Linked DNA regions of Ovis aries: region 2 is linked to region 1. The links are chromatin contacts, called in public Hi-C maps. All regions are on one chromosome and are shown on one strand. The core of a region is the stretch at or near the end of the contact, and the rest is flanking DNA. Distances in the headings are between cores, read along the strand shown. Region 1 has its middle 38 kb from the start of C1QTNF3. Region 2 holds the start of RXFP3 (relaxin family peptide receptor 3).

Region 1 (7,570 bases), core at 3,410-5,909:
CAGATGGTTATTTAATAAAAATGCAATATTATCTTCCTGATGTTTGTCAGGTTTATGTTATTTGTCAGTCTTTTGAGTTGAACAGTAGCCTCCAAAAAGATAGGTCCACATCCTATTCCCTGGAACCCATGAAACTTACCTTATTTGGAAAAAAGGGTCCCTGCAGGTATAGTTAAGTTAGGGTATTGAGATCGATTATCCAAGTGAGCCCTGAATCAACTGATAAGTGTCCTCATGAGAGATACAAAGAGGAGCCAAAACAGAAGAAAAGGAGGCAAAGTGACCACAGGGGCAGACACTGGAGCGATGCAGCCTCAACCCAGGGAAGCCAAGGCCTGCTGCGCGAGCTCCCAGAAGCGGGAGCAGGCAGGAAAGTGTTCTCCCCTAGAGCCGCTGGGAGGAAGGGGGTGTGGCCTCACTGGCAGCTTGGTTTCCAACTTCTGACCTCCAGGACCAGAAGAGAATCGATTTCCCTTAAGTCACTGCTGCTGCTAAGTCACTTCAGTCGTGTCCGACTCTGTGTGACCCCATAGATGGCAGCCCACCAGGCTCCCCCATCCCTGGGATTCTCCAGGCAAGAACACTGGAGTGGGTTGCCATTTCCTTCTCCAATGCATGAAAGTGAAAAGTGAAAGGGAAGTTGCTCAGTCGTGTGCCGGCGACGGAATGAAACACCAACACTGCAGAGTAGTTTAAATCTTTATATTTTTAACACTAGCTTCTTACAGCTGCTTTATTTTATATCCCTTGCACAACAACCTACAGGGCAAGCTGCCAAGCACTATGATTCAGAGACTATATAGTGCGCAGGCGCAGGGCGAGATAACCTTTACCTTGACTTATTTACTGCAGCTAAGACTTTGTTTTGGGGAACTTCCTTATCAACTTAGAATCCGTTTTGTCCCAGGGTCTGTTCCTTTTGAGGAATCAGAGAAACATCCTTGTGTGCAAGAAATGTTCTTTTCCCATGGGAACAAACAGGATTCTTAGCTGAACATCTCGTTTGCAAGAATGTTCAGCCCTGGTTGAGAGTCTCGTTTGCAAGCACTTCTCAACCTTCTTTATACCTTGTTCCCTACAGTCGTGTCTGACTCTTCGCAACCCCATGGACCGCAGCCTACCAGGCTCCTCTGTCCATGGGATTTTCCAGGCACTAAGTGTGGGGTAATCTGTTAAGGCAGCCACAGGAATCTAATACAGTCCACTGTTGAAATTCTGTCATTTGTCGTTATTTCTGCTCTTGTTCTGAATAAACAGTCACTTCCACACCTCCTTGTGTATTCATAGTCTTGTACTGTTTTTCTTAAAGATGGCTCTCCAAGCTTCCCAAGCGCTAAACTCCGCAAGCCTGGGTTGGTGCTGTAGCGTGCATACACAGGTGATGAGAAACGTAAACCCAGTCACCTTTGGGGGTGTCTTTCCTCTCTAGAGTCGGACAAGAAGAATCCAAAGAGCCAACATTTGGAAAGAGGAACTCTAGATACGGTTCTTTCCTAGTCAGCCTGAGGGGTGACTCCATTTGAAGACACGCAGCTCCATTTCTTCTGAGCTAAGTGAAGAAGCAGGAATGTTTTGCCTCAGTCTCTAGGCCACGGCTCTTAGCTTCCTTCTCTTGTTTCCATGGTTGAGCCCTGCGGAAATCCCATACTTGGCCTTGCAAGCTGTATGCTCACAAGGCACAGGCCCCCACCATTCTCAGAAACTCCCCAAAGGCCCAGCACCCTCAGCCATCACCAGGAGGCTGGCTTCTCTCCACTGGGCCACTTGCTTCCCCAACTCCCAGCACCCGCCTCTTCTCAAACTGAAGCCTGTCTGGGAGCTGGTCCCCGCCATGTTATTACTACTTTTCAGTTGGTCACACTGAGGTCTTTGAGGTAAAGCAACCGGCCTGACCCCTCCCTGGTGGTGAGTACAGCAGTATGTCAGAGAGGAGTGGACCTAGCTAACCTTCCAGGGGCCCTTTGTCCCTCCTGGGACCCCTCCTGGCACTTTAAACTTGAAGAGTCGGGGTCTTCAAGTCCAGACAAGTCTCCCCTCAAGCGTCACAGCATCTTGGACACCTCAGCATTTTCCCACCCTACAGGATGAAGTCTGAGGGGACACGACATTTGTCAGCAACACTCACCACCCTGGGACATGTCATCTCCTACTGGCCTTTGCCTGGACAGTTTGAGGGAAAACACGCTTGGGGAGAAAAAGACAACCATGCCTGGCTGAAGGAACAGTCCTTGGCAAGCTGCCTGCCTGAGTAAAACTTGTTTTTCCTCCAGGTCAGTGAAGCAGTCACCTGACAGAAGTCACCAGTTGCTGGAAGCTTCTGGAAGTTGGAGATGAACTCCTCGTATTCTTTCTTTAAAAATGGCCCTCTACTATTAATAATTCTGGTTGTGTTTCTGTTATTTCACAGAGGTGAAAAAAACACAAAAAACCAAGAGTGTTTCCCTTAAAAATATCTGTTAGTTCCTTTCATGTTTTCGTCACCATTTCCTAGGTCTTTTTTTCAGCCCTTCAGGGCCCCGGTCTGCTAGCTGCTCTTATGTCCAAATAAATTCTCTGTCTCTCCCCTGCAGTCCTCACTCCATGGGACTCCCAGAAAGCCCTTCCGACATCCCCAATTTCAAAACAGCCTTCCCTGCTCAGGCGGAGTACGCAGGGCCAAGGACTTGGGCCTCTGATATCCTGGCCAATTAAGGTTGCGGGTTCTTCAACAAAATCCACATGGTTCAAGGCAGACGATTTCCAAGCCTTGCCCTGGACCACTCCTCCCGTCCCGCACTGTGCATTAAAAATGACCCATAGGTAGTTTAATTGCCGTGCTGATGGCACTCTCATGCTGCCTTGCACTTTTCCTTTTGTTGTTCAGGTGCTAAGTCATGTCCAACTCTTTGCGACCCCATTAACTGCAGCATGCCAGGCTTCCCTGTCCTTCACCTTCTCCTGGAGTTTGCTCAAATTCATGTCCATTAAGTTGGTGATGCCCTCCTAACATCTCATCCTCTGTTGTCCCCTTCTCCTCCTGCCATCAATCTTTCCCAGCATCAGGGTCTTTTTAAATGAGTTGGCTCTTCACATTTTTCCTGTTACAAACATTTAGTCTGTAAAAGATAAATATTGGAATGTGACTCTGTTTTCAGACCCCATTTGGAATTGCTCCTGTTTCTAATAGACTCATTTTAAATACCTTGAAATAAAATCCTCATGATGCCTGAGACTCAGCCCCAAGTGCTCAGTACAGGGTGGACCAAAAGGCCCGATTTTCAGCAGTGCTCAGCACTCCTCTGGATCCCCGCCCCCACAGACGGTGGACACTGGTCGGGAGAGTTCTTTCTGGGCCCGAGGCAGTCCTGGTTCCAGGATCCAGGGAAGATGGAGCTGAGCTGGGTGAGTTTCCTCAGCCTTTGTTTCCTCTTACCTTTCACTTTGGTGTTTCCCTTCACAGTTTGCAAACTGCCTCCTGAGCTCTTCTGTTTTATTCTCCAAATAGCCCTGATAGGGTAGAAACTGACCCTCAGGGTTGAGGGGTGGGGGGCGGCGGATAACTGGCTTCCTCGGGCTTCCCTCACTGGCTGGTGCAAAGCAAGACTGGAATCAGGTGTCCTGACTCCACATTCAGTGCTCAGGTGCTCACAACAATGGCAGGCCTCTATGGAGCGCCTACTGTGTATGGAGCATGGTTCTCAAAGCTGATTGCATTAACCTCAATCAACCATAGAGGGAGAGCTCTTGGTTTGGCTCGGGTTCTTCCAAAGGAGACCTTGAGGGGAGAACTCAAGAGGAGGCTGTTTGTTCAGAAGGGGGTCTTGGAAAGCAAGCTGAGAAAAGCTGGAACGTGAGGGGTGAGACACACATACCACTCACTGAGGTAACTGGAGCTTATTCCTGCTGAGGAAAGGGTAGAATCTGCACGGGACACACAGTCACAATGGGCCAAGGGGGCCGGGGTTTGGACACACCCACCTGAGCAGTCATTGTTCGGGGGCTGCTGTCCTGTTAGCGGATGAGGACAGGGTGCTTAGATGTGGAGAGCTGGCTTTGACATCCAGAAAGAGCAAAGACCTCAGGGAGGGGTATCCTGAAGGGATTAAGGGGTGGCACTAGAGCTGCATCTGCTATGGTCCTACTACTGGCTGTATTAGAATTTTAGAGACAGAAGCACAGAGAGAGAGTCCAAGCCTCCTACTCAGGTCACACACACACACACACACACACACACACACACACACAGTAGGTGGCAGGGCTGGGATTCAAGCAGTCAGATGAGAGCCTGTGCTCTTAGCCACCCAGGAATTCCATGTGCTTTTCATTTCCCAGCCTCCAGCCCCACCCTGACCCCCCTCCTCCAGCCTCAGGGGCCCCAAGCTCCTCTATCTCTTGACCCCTTCCTCTCCACACAATTGCAGGACAGGGGTTCAGTTTCACGGGGATCAGAATCCCCAGGTGCTGTTCAATTATAGCCCGAGTGTCCACAGCCCCAAAGGTCTAAGGAGAGCGGGAACTTGCGTTTCTATTAATTCCCAGGTGAAGCTGCTGCAGGCCAGGCCCGGGCTTTGGGGACCTTTGCCCCACACTCGGGAACAGACTGCTACCTCCTGCCCCGCCCCAGGTGTGTGGGTCTGAGGAACAGAAAGCTGGAGATGAAAGGGAAGACAGAGTTCCTAGGCTCAGGTCACAGGTCCGGATGACAAAACCAGATCACGATGATAGCACTAGGTTCCCATGGGCTCAGTGATGTGCCCACGCTCCCCTCTGGGGTCTGAGCACTGTCACAAGATGAAGTGATGGGTTCCAGGCAGAGGAGGGAAGAGATCTCTCTTGCTGCTTCCTTGGGGATCTGTCCTGGATGTGAAGGGCAGGAGGCAGAGATTAGAGGAGCAGAGTGAGCGTCCCCCCACTGGCCACTGGGGAAAACACTGGCATGGCTTCAGTCCCCTCAAGGGCCAGGCTCACAGTAACCCATCTGCAAGGGTCTCTGTGGGAAAGAAAGTCAAGTAAGGAGAATGGGAGGGTGCAGGAGAGCTGAGGGTTAGAGGGCAGTGTTTGCTCAATATGTTTACTGACTTTGTCCCTGTGATCTTCAAACAAAGGGCTGATTCATTTAGCTGAGTTTTTTTTAAGTCAGTTAAAATGGTTATTTAGCACCTCATAAACTAAACAGCCAGTGGACTGAACTTCTCAACAAATTCTGACATTGAATATATTAGTTATGATTCAAAGGTATTTATAGGCATTAATATGTGGCAGGCAGGGATGCCAGGCCCTGGGGAAACGCTTGTGAACCAAAAACCCCTGCTCATTTTGACCAACTGAAAATCCAATGTGTGTGTGTGAGCCCACTTCATTGTTTAGGATGTGCAGCCCTTCCTGTTCCACCTCCTTCATTACCCAAATTCCCTTTGCATCTTTGCAGTGTTTGCAGTCTTGGCCTCCTAAACACAAGAATGACGCTCATTCTGTCTGTGTGCAACAAAATCACGCTGCCCAAACTGTCATCTTCTGTGTTTCTTTGGGCTCCACCAGGATGTTGAATTACCCAAACCATACAGCATATGTTCGGCAAAGATACTGTTGTAAACAAACATCTCCACCACAGCTGAGCAGAAAGCTGAAAAAAATGAATTCAGTCTGGAATTGCTCAAAAGAGATGAATTTTCATAAACTGGAGTGGGAGGAGACGATTTACTGGATTGGAAAATGGTTTGGCGGCACTCTAATGTAGTTACCGTTGGGTGACAGCGCCCTCTGTTAGTTTCTTTAAGGAAAACAGGCAGGGTTTGAGAGCATGGTGATAGGAGAGCTGCTGCTGCTGCTGCTGCTGCTGCTGCTGCTGCTGCTGCTGCTGCTGCTAAGTCGCTTCAGTCATGTCTGACTATGTGCGACCCCACAGATGGCAGCCCACCAGGCTCCCCCATCCCTGGGATTCTCCAAGCAAGAACACTGGAGTGGGTTGCCATGTCCTTCTCCAATGCATGAAAGTGAAAAGTGAAAGGGAAGTCACTCAGTCGTGTCTGACTCTTGGTGACCCCATGGACTGCAGCCCACCAGGCTCCTCTGTCCATGGGATTTTCCAGGCAAGAGCACTACACACACTAAAATGTTGGTTCTGGTGGAAAAAGGCCTGTGGTTTGTTTGTGGGATTTGTCAGAGTGTTGAGGTACCAGTCTGTCCGGATATTCTCATATTCAGTCCATCAGGTGTGAGAGCCACCCCGTCAGTCAGAACTGCCTTCCCAAGTGTTTATTCTCAGGCTTCTCAGAACTCCTTTTTGGAACCTTACCTGTATCTTACCTTCTGAGGATGGTGGCCTGAGGCCTTGGGATTCTGTAAGATCATCGTGCTTCAGGACTGATGGATACAAACAGACTAAAGAGGCTCCTCCTCCCTGACAACATTATCGGTCCAAAGACAGTAATCGGTAACTTGGGGGGAGGGCGGAGGGCGCCTTGCAGCTTGTGGAATCTGTTTAAAATTGCCATTCAAGAGTGTTCTGAAGAACAAATTGCCGGCTGTCCTGTCATTTGGCAAAGAGCTCATTTACTTCAATGAACATTTAAGGTGTAGAGTATGAATCTGGCAGACAATGTGGCAAGGTAGAAAGTTCCCAGGGTCCAATACCGCCAGAGGGACATGTAGAACCTGTGTAGCGGCAGAACAAAATGGAGCTCAAGCACACGAGGCCTTCTGCGAGTGCAGCTTGCCTGTCTTCAGAAGGATTCCAAGAGGCCCTGCGTCCACTGGTGCAGGCTCACCCAGTGGCGCAGCGGTCAAAAAGAATCCACCTGCAATGCAGGAGACGCAGGGGATGCCAGTTCGATCCCTGGGTCGGGAAGATCCCTTGGAGGAAGAAATGCAAGACACCCCAATATTCTTGCCTGGAAAAATCTCTCGGACAGAGAAGCCTGGCAGCAACAGTCCATGGGGTCAGAAAAGAGTCAGATACGGCTGAGCGCAGCACACAGCACGTTTCCCTGACCAGGGCTTGAACAAGTGCCCTCCGCAGTGAAAGTGCAGAGTCCCAACCAGCGGACCGCCGGAGAACTTGCTGTGGGCTACTGCTTGAGGCAATGACCCAGTCTCTGCTGTCTGTCTAGAGATTCTGAGTAGGAAAGGAATTTCAGGCCAAGAAGAAGGGAGAGAGATGTCATACCTCATTGACCAAGGGAAGTAACACTTCAATATGATTTCCTCAAATTAGAACAGTAGGCAGGAATGACTATAGTGATGGGTCATGAACATTTCAGAAAAACATCTTGTTTGTTAAGAGTGGTAATTAAACAAGGAGGACATCGGACAGATGTGGCTCTAATGTGGTGATGACTTACTTAAGAAACCAAAATCTAAGCCTGTAAATGCCTCAAGGTTCCAAAGTAAAACACTAAGAACAACCAAATGTATGGTTTCTCCAGTAATCATGTGTGGACGTGAGAGGTGGACCATAAAGAAAGCTGAGCACAGAAGAACGATGCTTTTGAGCTGTGGTACTGGAGAAGACTCTTGAGAGTCCCTTGGACTGCAAGGAGATCAAACCAGTCAATCCTAAAAAGGAAATCAGACCTGAATATTTATTGGAAGG
Region 2 (6,614 bases), core at 10-2,509, 140 kb before region 1:
TGAAGTGCAAGTCCCTCAGTCGTCTTCGACTCTTTGCGACCCCATGAACCAAACAATCCATGGAATTCTCCAGGCCAGAATGCTGGAGTGGGTAGCCTTTCCCTTCTCCAGGGGAGCTTCCCGACACAGGAATCGAACCGGAATCTCCTGCACTGCAGGCAGATTCATTACCAACTGAGCTATATTATACCATGTTCCCTTTTCAGTATGCTTTTCTGTCTCCTCTGCTTTAAAGTCGCAACCTTTTTATCTCTGTAAGTAAAGTCAGGCGCTCTGCAAGAGTGAGGACAATTACGTTTAATAAACTTTTGTTTCTGTTTAGTCCAGCACAATGAGAAAAACATTTCAAATTTCTTAAGTGTTTCCTAAGAAGCGTACATTTTACACCAGAGCAGTTGATCTGGCACTTAAACTGCAACTTAAGAAGTGACTCAAATGGTTTATATTGATTCCCTTTGCCCAAAGGAACTTAGAAGAGTCCTTCAAATTTACTTCCATTGGTCTGAAGCAAACAAACAAGCAAACAACACCTGGTTAAGAGTTCTGATTATAATAGTAGTATGGGTACTGGTGCCAAAAACAGCCCTATGAAAACCTCTTTTCCAACTGCATCAGAGTAAAGAGAGTGTGGTTGAATGTGAGTAAACAATCTGTTAAAGAGCTGTGGGCTGAGAGCTAAGCATCTAGTGCCTGTGAGGTTAGCGCACCAGTTACATGTTTTGCTTAGCTTCAGTTCTCAGAATACACCAAAGCAGATACCAACACCTGAACCCACAGTTCTGTTACGTGAAGACGCTTTGAAAATCCTGACAACCACAGACGCCAATTACAGTGGTCATCTATTACTAAGGGAAAGTGGAGCTGGCGTTTGGGTATTCAGTAAGAGCCCACCATCTGATTTAATGTATGGGCATGAAAAGAGACAAATATTGTTGCTTTAAAAAAGAAAAATGGGCAGAAGACTGTGCATTTGGAAGTGAGAAAGAAAAAAATTCTCCTAATTATGTTGGGGGATGAGGAAGGAAAAGCGATCGCAAATCAAAGCCGACTTTCTCCAGCAACAGAGGGAAATAAAGGGCTTTACGACCTTTTGAAACTGAAAAGGGAGACTGGCCCCGCGGCGTGGCGCGTGCGACGAAGTTCAGCACCTCGGAAAGCGCCCCCTCTCCTGGCGCTGGGGTTACGCATGCTCTTCGGGAGCCCGCAGCCTCCGCTGTGCGGGTGGAAATACAACTCGCGGCAACGCGGCTGGCAACTCACTGCGAGTCGACAGCAGCGGAGAGACGGAGATGCGAGGCAGTGAGGCCGGCATCGAAAGCCCTCCAGAGAGTTTCAGCGAAGTAGACAGAACTCTCTTCAGAAACCTCGTCGGAGCAGCTGCGGAGGAAACCTACAAAGGTATTTGAAAGGGAAAGAGCGGGCCCCCAGGAGCGGTCTGGATCTGCAGGGAGGGAACGCGCTAGTGCCCAAGCGACAGCAGGAAACGCTAGGGGCAAAAAAATCTGAGTCTTTACAGTAGAGACCCGCAGACGCCAGCCTTGGCCGGACAACCTTTCGACGCCGTTCGCTCGCCTTGGGAGCTGTGCGTCTCTACTCTAGAATACCCCTCCAGAACCGACGCTCGGCGCCCATTTTCACGCCCAAGGCCAAGCTCCGCGCGCCGGGGACGCGCCTGGCGCCCTGTTCCTAGGCGCTCTCTTCCACAGCTACTTTGAAAGCCCCCGCGCGCGCCGGAACCCCGGAAGAGCCGGACTCCCCTTAGGAGCTATCTCCCGAAACATGACCTAGAGGCGCCAGCGCGGGCAGGTGGCCGCGGCAGCCGCTCCAGCCACCATGAATAAGGCAGCTGGCGGGGACGAGCTCACAGAACTCATCGGTCGGGTCCCGGACCTTCTGCAGGCGGCTAACTTCAGCGGCAACGCGTCGCTGCAGCTCCAGGACTTGTGGTGGGAGCTGGGGCTGGAGTTGCCTGACGGCGCGGCGCCGGGGCACCCCCCGAGCGGCGGCGGGGCGGAGAGCGCGGACCCCGAGGCCCGGGTGCGCATCCTCGTCAGCGTGGTGTACTGGGTGGTTTGCGCACTGGGGCTGACCGGCAACCTGCTGGTGCTCTATCTGATGAAGAGCAAGCAGGGCTGGCGCAAGTCCTCCATCAACCTCTTCGTCACCAACCTGGCGCTGACGGACTTCCAGTTCGTGCTCACTCTGCCCTTCTGGGCCGTGGAAAACGCCCTTGACTTCAAATGGCCCTTCGGCAAGGCCATGTGTAAGATCGTATCCATAGTGACGTCCATGAACATGTATGCCAGCGTTTTCTTTCTCACCTCCATGAGCGTGGCGCGCTACCACTCGGTGGCCTCGGCTCTTAAGAGCCACCAGACCCGAGGGTACGGCCGGGGCGACTGCTGCGGCCGGAGCCTGGGGGACAGCTGCTGCTTCTCCGTCAAAGCACTGTGCGCGATGATCTGGGCCTCCGCCGCGCTGGCCTCGCTGCCCAACGCCGTCTTCTCCACCACGGTCAAGGTGATGGGGGAGGAGCTGTGCCTGGTGCGCTTCCCCGACAGGTTGCTGGGCCGCGACAGGCAGTTCTGGCTGGGCCTCTACCACTTGCAGAAGGTGCTGCTGGGCTTCGTGCTGCCGCTAGGCATCATCAGCCTGTGCTACCTGCTACTGGTGCGCTTCATCTCCGACCACCGCGTGGCAGGGACCGAAGGAGGAGCCTCAGCGGCCGGGGGAGGCCTGGCCGGAGCCAGCGCTCGGAGACGCTCCAAGGTCACCAAATCAGTGACCATCGTGGTCCTGTCCTTCTTCTTGTGTTGGCTGCCCAACCAGGCGCTCACCACCTGGAGCATCCTCATCAAGTTCAACGCGGTGCCCTTCAGCCAAGAGTACTTCCTGTGCCAGGTGTACGCTTTCCCCGTGAGCGTGTGCCTGGCGCACTCGAACAGCTGTCTCAATCCCATCCTCTACTGCCTCGTACGCCGCGAGTTCCGCAAAGCGCTCAAGAACCTACTGTGGCGCATCGCGTCGCCTTCTCTCACCAGCATGCGCCCTTTCACCGCCACCACCAAGCCTGAGCCGGAGGACCAGGGACTGCAGGCCCTGGCGCCTCTCCACCAAGCCGCGGAGCCCGACCTGCTCTACTACCCGCCTGGCGTGGTGGTCTACAGCGGCGGGCGCTACGACCTGCTGCCCAGCAGCTCGGTCTACTGACGCGGGCCGAAGTCCAGGGTGCGCGCAAACTGCAAAGCTGTTTTTCCTGGAGGGAAAAGAGCAGAGCGGGTGAAGGGATGAGAGGGGGACCTCCGGATCCAGAGTTTAGGAGGGAGGAGGATGGAGAGGAGCACAAAGGAGCAGCCTAAGAAGAGGTTGGGGACCTCCTCCGGAGAGGGGAGGCTGCGAACCCAGGTGGAGAGACAAGCTGGCAAAGGGGCCGAGCTCAGCCTTACAGGCCCAAGCCATCAGCCTCCGTTCCCCTTCTCTCTACACGCACTCCCTTCCTCCTCTTAGGCCACGTAGTGTAGGCTGGGCAGTGTAGGGCGCCCAGAAGGAGGAGAAAGGCATCCGGAATGTAGAGTAATTCGGGGGCGAGGAAGTGGCCTCAGCCAAATGGTGCGCACAGTTGAGCACATGTATTACAGAAACTTTTTTTTGGCAGCTCTTGAAAAACTCCTCAAGGTGCACGCAGCCGGGGGAGCCACCCTCAAAACCTTTGCGCCCTGGTTCTGGGACAGCCGGGGCGCGAAGGTCTGATCTGCTGCTTGGCTGCGGGCAGGCCTAAAGTATGGGACCCGGAAACTTCTTCGGAGTTGAAAGAAAGAAGTGACAATCTTGTTCCGCCCGCAGGAGAAATGCACCGAGAAAGAGCCACCTCCCATGAGGCGTATGCTTTATCTTTTGGGTCGGGGAGAGTGCGCACACCCGGAGCCGGACTGGGACTCTGCACCGCTCAAGGGTCGCCGGAACCAAAACGCTCGCGTGTACTAGAACAGCTCTTTGCCGGGAGTGGCTTCCCTGCGAGAGCGAGCGGACTCAGGGAGATTACAGAGGCTGAAGAGAGCGACTTCTTCAGGCTGCTGCTGCTGCTAAGTCGCTTCAGTCGTGTCCGACTCTGCCGCTGCTGCTGCTGCTAAGTCGCTTCAGTCGTGTCCGACTCTAGGCGACCCCATAGCAGGAAGCCCACCAGGCTCCCCCGTCCCTGGGATTCTCAAAGAGAAGTGGGGGCGGGGCACGTGCTCTCTGGGCACTCCAACAGCAAGTGAGTGCGCCCTGCGCTGGAAGCAGCGAGTCTGGATTCCCTTGAGAGCCCTGCGGGTGCCTGGAGACACTGTGTCCGCTCGGGTCCATGCACTGCAGGTGAGCTGTGCCCTGAAGCAATTTGAACAGGTCTAAGGAGACACGCCACGGGGAGTAGAGACTTTTCTGCAGCCTCACCCTCTCACTCTTTGGGAATCGGAATGCGTGTTTGATTGAGGCTCTAGACCAGCAAGCAGAGGAATGACTCAGCCGCGTTTTTTGCAGGCTTAGAAGATTGAGAGATGCTGTAGAAACGTGGTTCCTAAAAACCAAACTCCCTGAAGCTGGAGTCTAATCATTCCAGAGGAGTTGTGGGGTAGGAAGGGGAATGGGAGACTCAAGTAAACTCTGTGCTGAAGGGGAAAGAGTAGGGAGAGTCTGTTCTGGGTGAATTACCAGGATTTCAGGTGTGGGGTTTCTTATTGCTCATAACACTGAGGAGAGAAGGCAAGAATCAGAATTCCCACGGGACTCTACCTTAACCAAGTTCCATTCATTCTAAAGACTGCTCAGCACGTTGACACACATGATGAATTTTTCCGTAACCCCCAGTCTAACGGGACCTTCTGAAGGGTGACATATTTCGCATGACAATTCTGTTCTGGTCACAGCAGTATAGTCCTTTCTTGAGGCTGCTCAGAGGGCGGGATGGAATGATCTACCCATCCAGCTGCCAGTTTTGACAGAGGTGCTGCTGTTTTTCTCTTTGGCAACCTAGTTTGAGATCACAAACAGGCACCTACTGGTGTGCTTATTTTCATAGCATAAATCATCACTATACAAGCGTGTCTGCTTCTATAGCCTCTTGAACCATAAATTACTTTGTGATTTTGTTGGAAATTTCCAGGACTGTCTGAGATTTCAGGTTCAAAATGTGAACTCCACAGCTCCAGCATTCCTGTCTCGCTTTCTGTAACACACACAGTATAAAAATTAAGACCCTGCCACAAACACAAAAGCTGCTTGACCTCCCCATTCCTGAGCAGCCTTGAAGAAGGTAGCTTTTTTTAGAAAACAGAATAATGCTTTTGTTTCAAAGTAGTCAAATTAGCCTCTCTTTGCCATTTAGGATGAAAACTTATTGATACTGATATTGAGAAGCAATGGGCTAATAAACATTGAACTATAATCCCAAGTCTCCAAAATATAAAGTAAATGAACAGGTAAACACCTACAAAGAACAAATAGTAGCATGGTAGTGTATCTCTTTTACACAGATATTAGACACTTACTGAGATATTCTCTTTATTAAGCAAATTGCTGTTTTGAATTTGACAATAAACAATGTGTGAGTTGCCCAAGGTTTTTAGGAAAGTATGTTGAAGTGTGTACTTCTGGTATAATGGGCACCAGAAAAACAGAAGGGGTGGGGGCAAGGGCTTCAGGAAAGAACGCTATGAAAGGAGTCACCTTGTCCCCCTCACCCACATCTGTGGACTTCTAAGAACATGGCTAGAGGGAGCCAAGACCAAAACTATCTATACAAGGACAAAAGCATCAACAAGGAAACGGTCAAATCCAGTTGAGATCATCAAATTATTATTATTTTTTGAATGCTTGTTGTGTGCCTAGCTCTGTGTTGAGTGTTGGGGTTATGTACACATTCCTGACATTTAGAAGGGGACAGTACCATGTACATGAGGCAAATGAGTCATGGGATAGTGAGTTAAATGCCATGTTGTTGCTGTTCAGTCACTAAGTCGTGTCAGACTTTTTTTGATCCCATGAACTGCGGCACTCCAGGCCTCCGTGACCTTCACTATCTCCCTAAGTTTGCTCAAACTTATGTCCATTGAGTCAGCGATGCCATCTCATCCTCTGTCAACCACTTCTCCTCCTGCCCTCAATCTTTCCCAGCATCAGGGTCTTTTCCAGTGAGTCAGCTCTTTCACATCAGGTGGCCAAAGTATTGGAGCTTCAGCATCAGTCCTTACAATGGATATGCAAAGTTGATTTCCTTTAGGACTGATTGGTTTGATCTTCTTGTTTTTGAATATCATAGTAAGGGCTAAAAGGAAGTGCTGTTTATAGGAATACAGGGATGGAGAACTTGATTCTGTTGGGGAATCAGAGACTTCCTGGGCAAAGCAGTATTTGAGATGGACCTACGAATATGGGCTTCTCTTGTGGCTCAGCTGGTAAAGAATCTTCCTGCAATGTGGGAGACCTAGGTTTGATCCCTGGGTTGGGAAGATCCCCTGGAGAAGGGAAAGGCTACCCACTCCAGTATTCTAGCCTGGAGAATTCCATGGACTGTATATAGTCCGTGGGGTGGCAAAGACATGACTGAGCAACATTCACTTTCACTTCACTTTCTTAGG

Evidence for each region. Hi-C and Micro-C count contacts between places; a contact is called where the count stands out from the background.
Region 2: a Hi-C map of tail adipose tissue shows a contact between it and region 1, with 10 times the contacts expected there. The contact joins the promoter of RXFP3 here to the enhancer-like site in region 1. A contact is called at or near these places in 7 of 16 Hi-C or Micro-C datasets (hypothalamus, liver, mixed tissues and 3 more).

What each region holds. Positions count from the first base shown.
Region 1 is chr16:39,843,455-39,851,024 of ARS-UI_Ramb_v3.0, reverse strand. No RefSeq gene overlaps it. Among named protein-coding and RNA genes, the nearest start is that of C1QTNF3, 38 kb to the left of the region's middle. Within about 2 kb of position 4,659, at least 13 of the 54 cell types and tissues checked have an H3K27ac peak or open chromatin away from gene starts, as enhancers often do. A contact at or near this core is called in liver, where this site is marked.
Region 2 is chr16:39,983,875-39,990,488 of ARS-UI_Ramb_v3.0, reverse strand. It overlaps RXFP3 (relaxin family peptide receptor 3), which reads left to right and starts at 1,259. Exons shown (of 1, transcript XM_042233902.2): 1 at 1,259-5,607. The coding sequence starts at 1,834. The coding sequence ends at 3,210.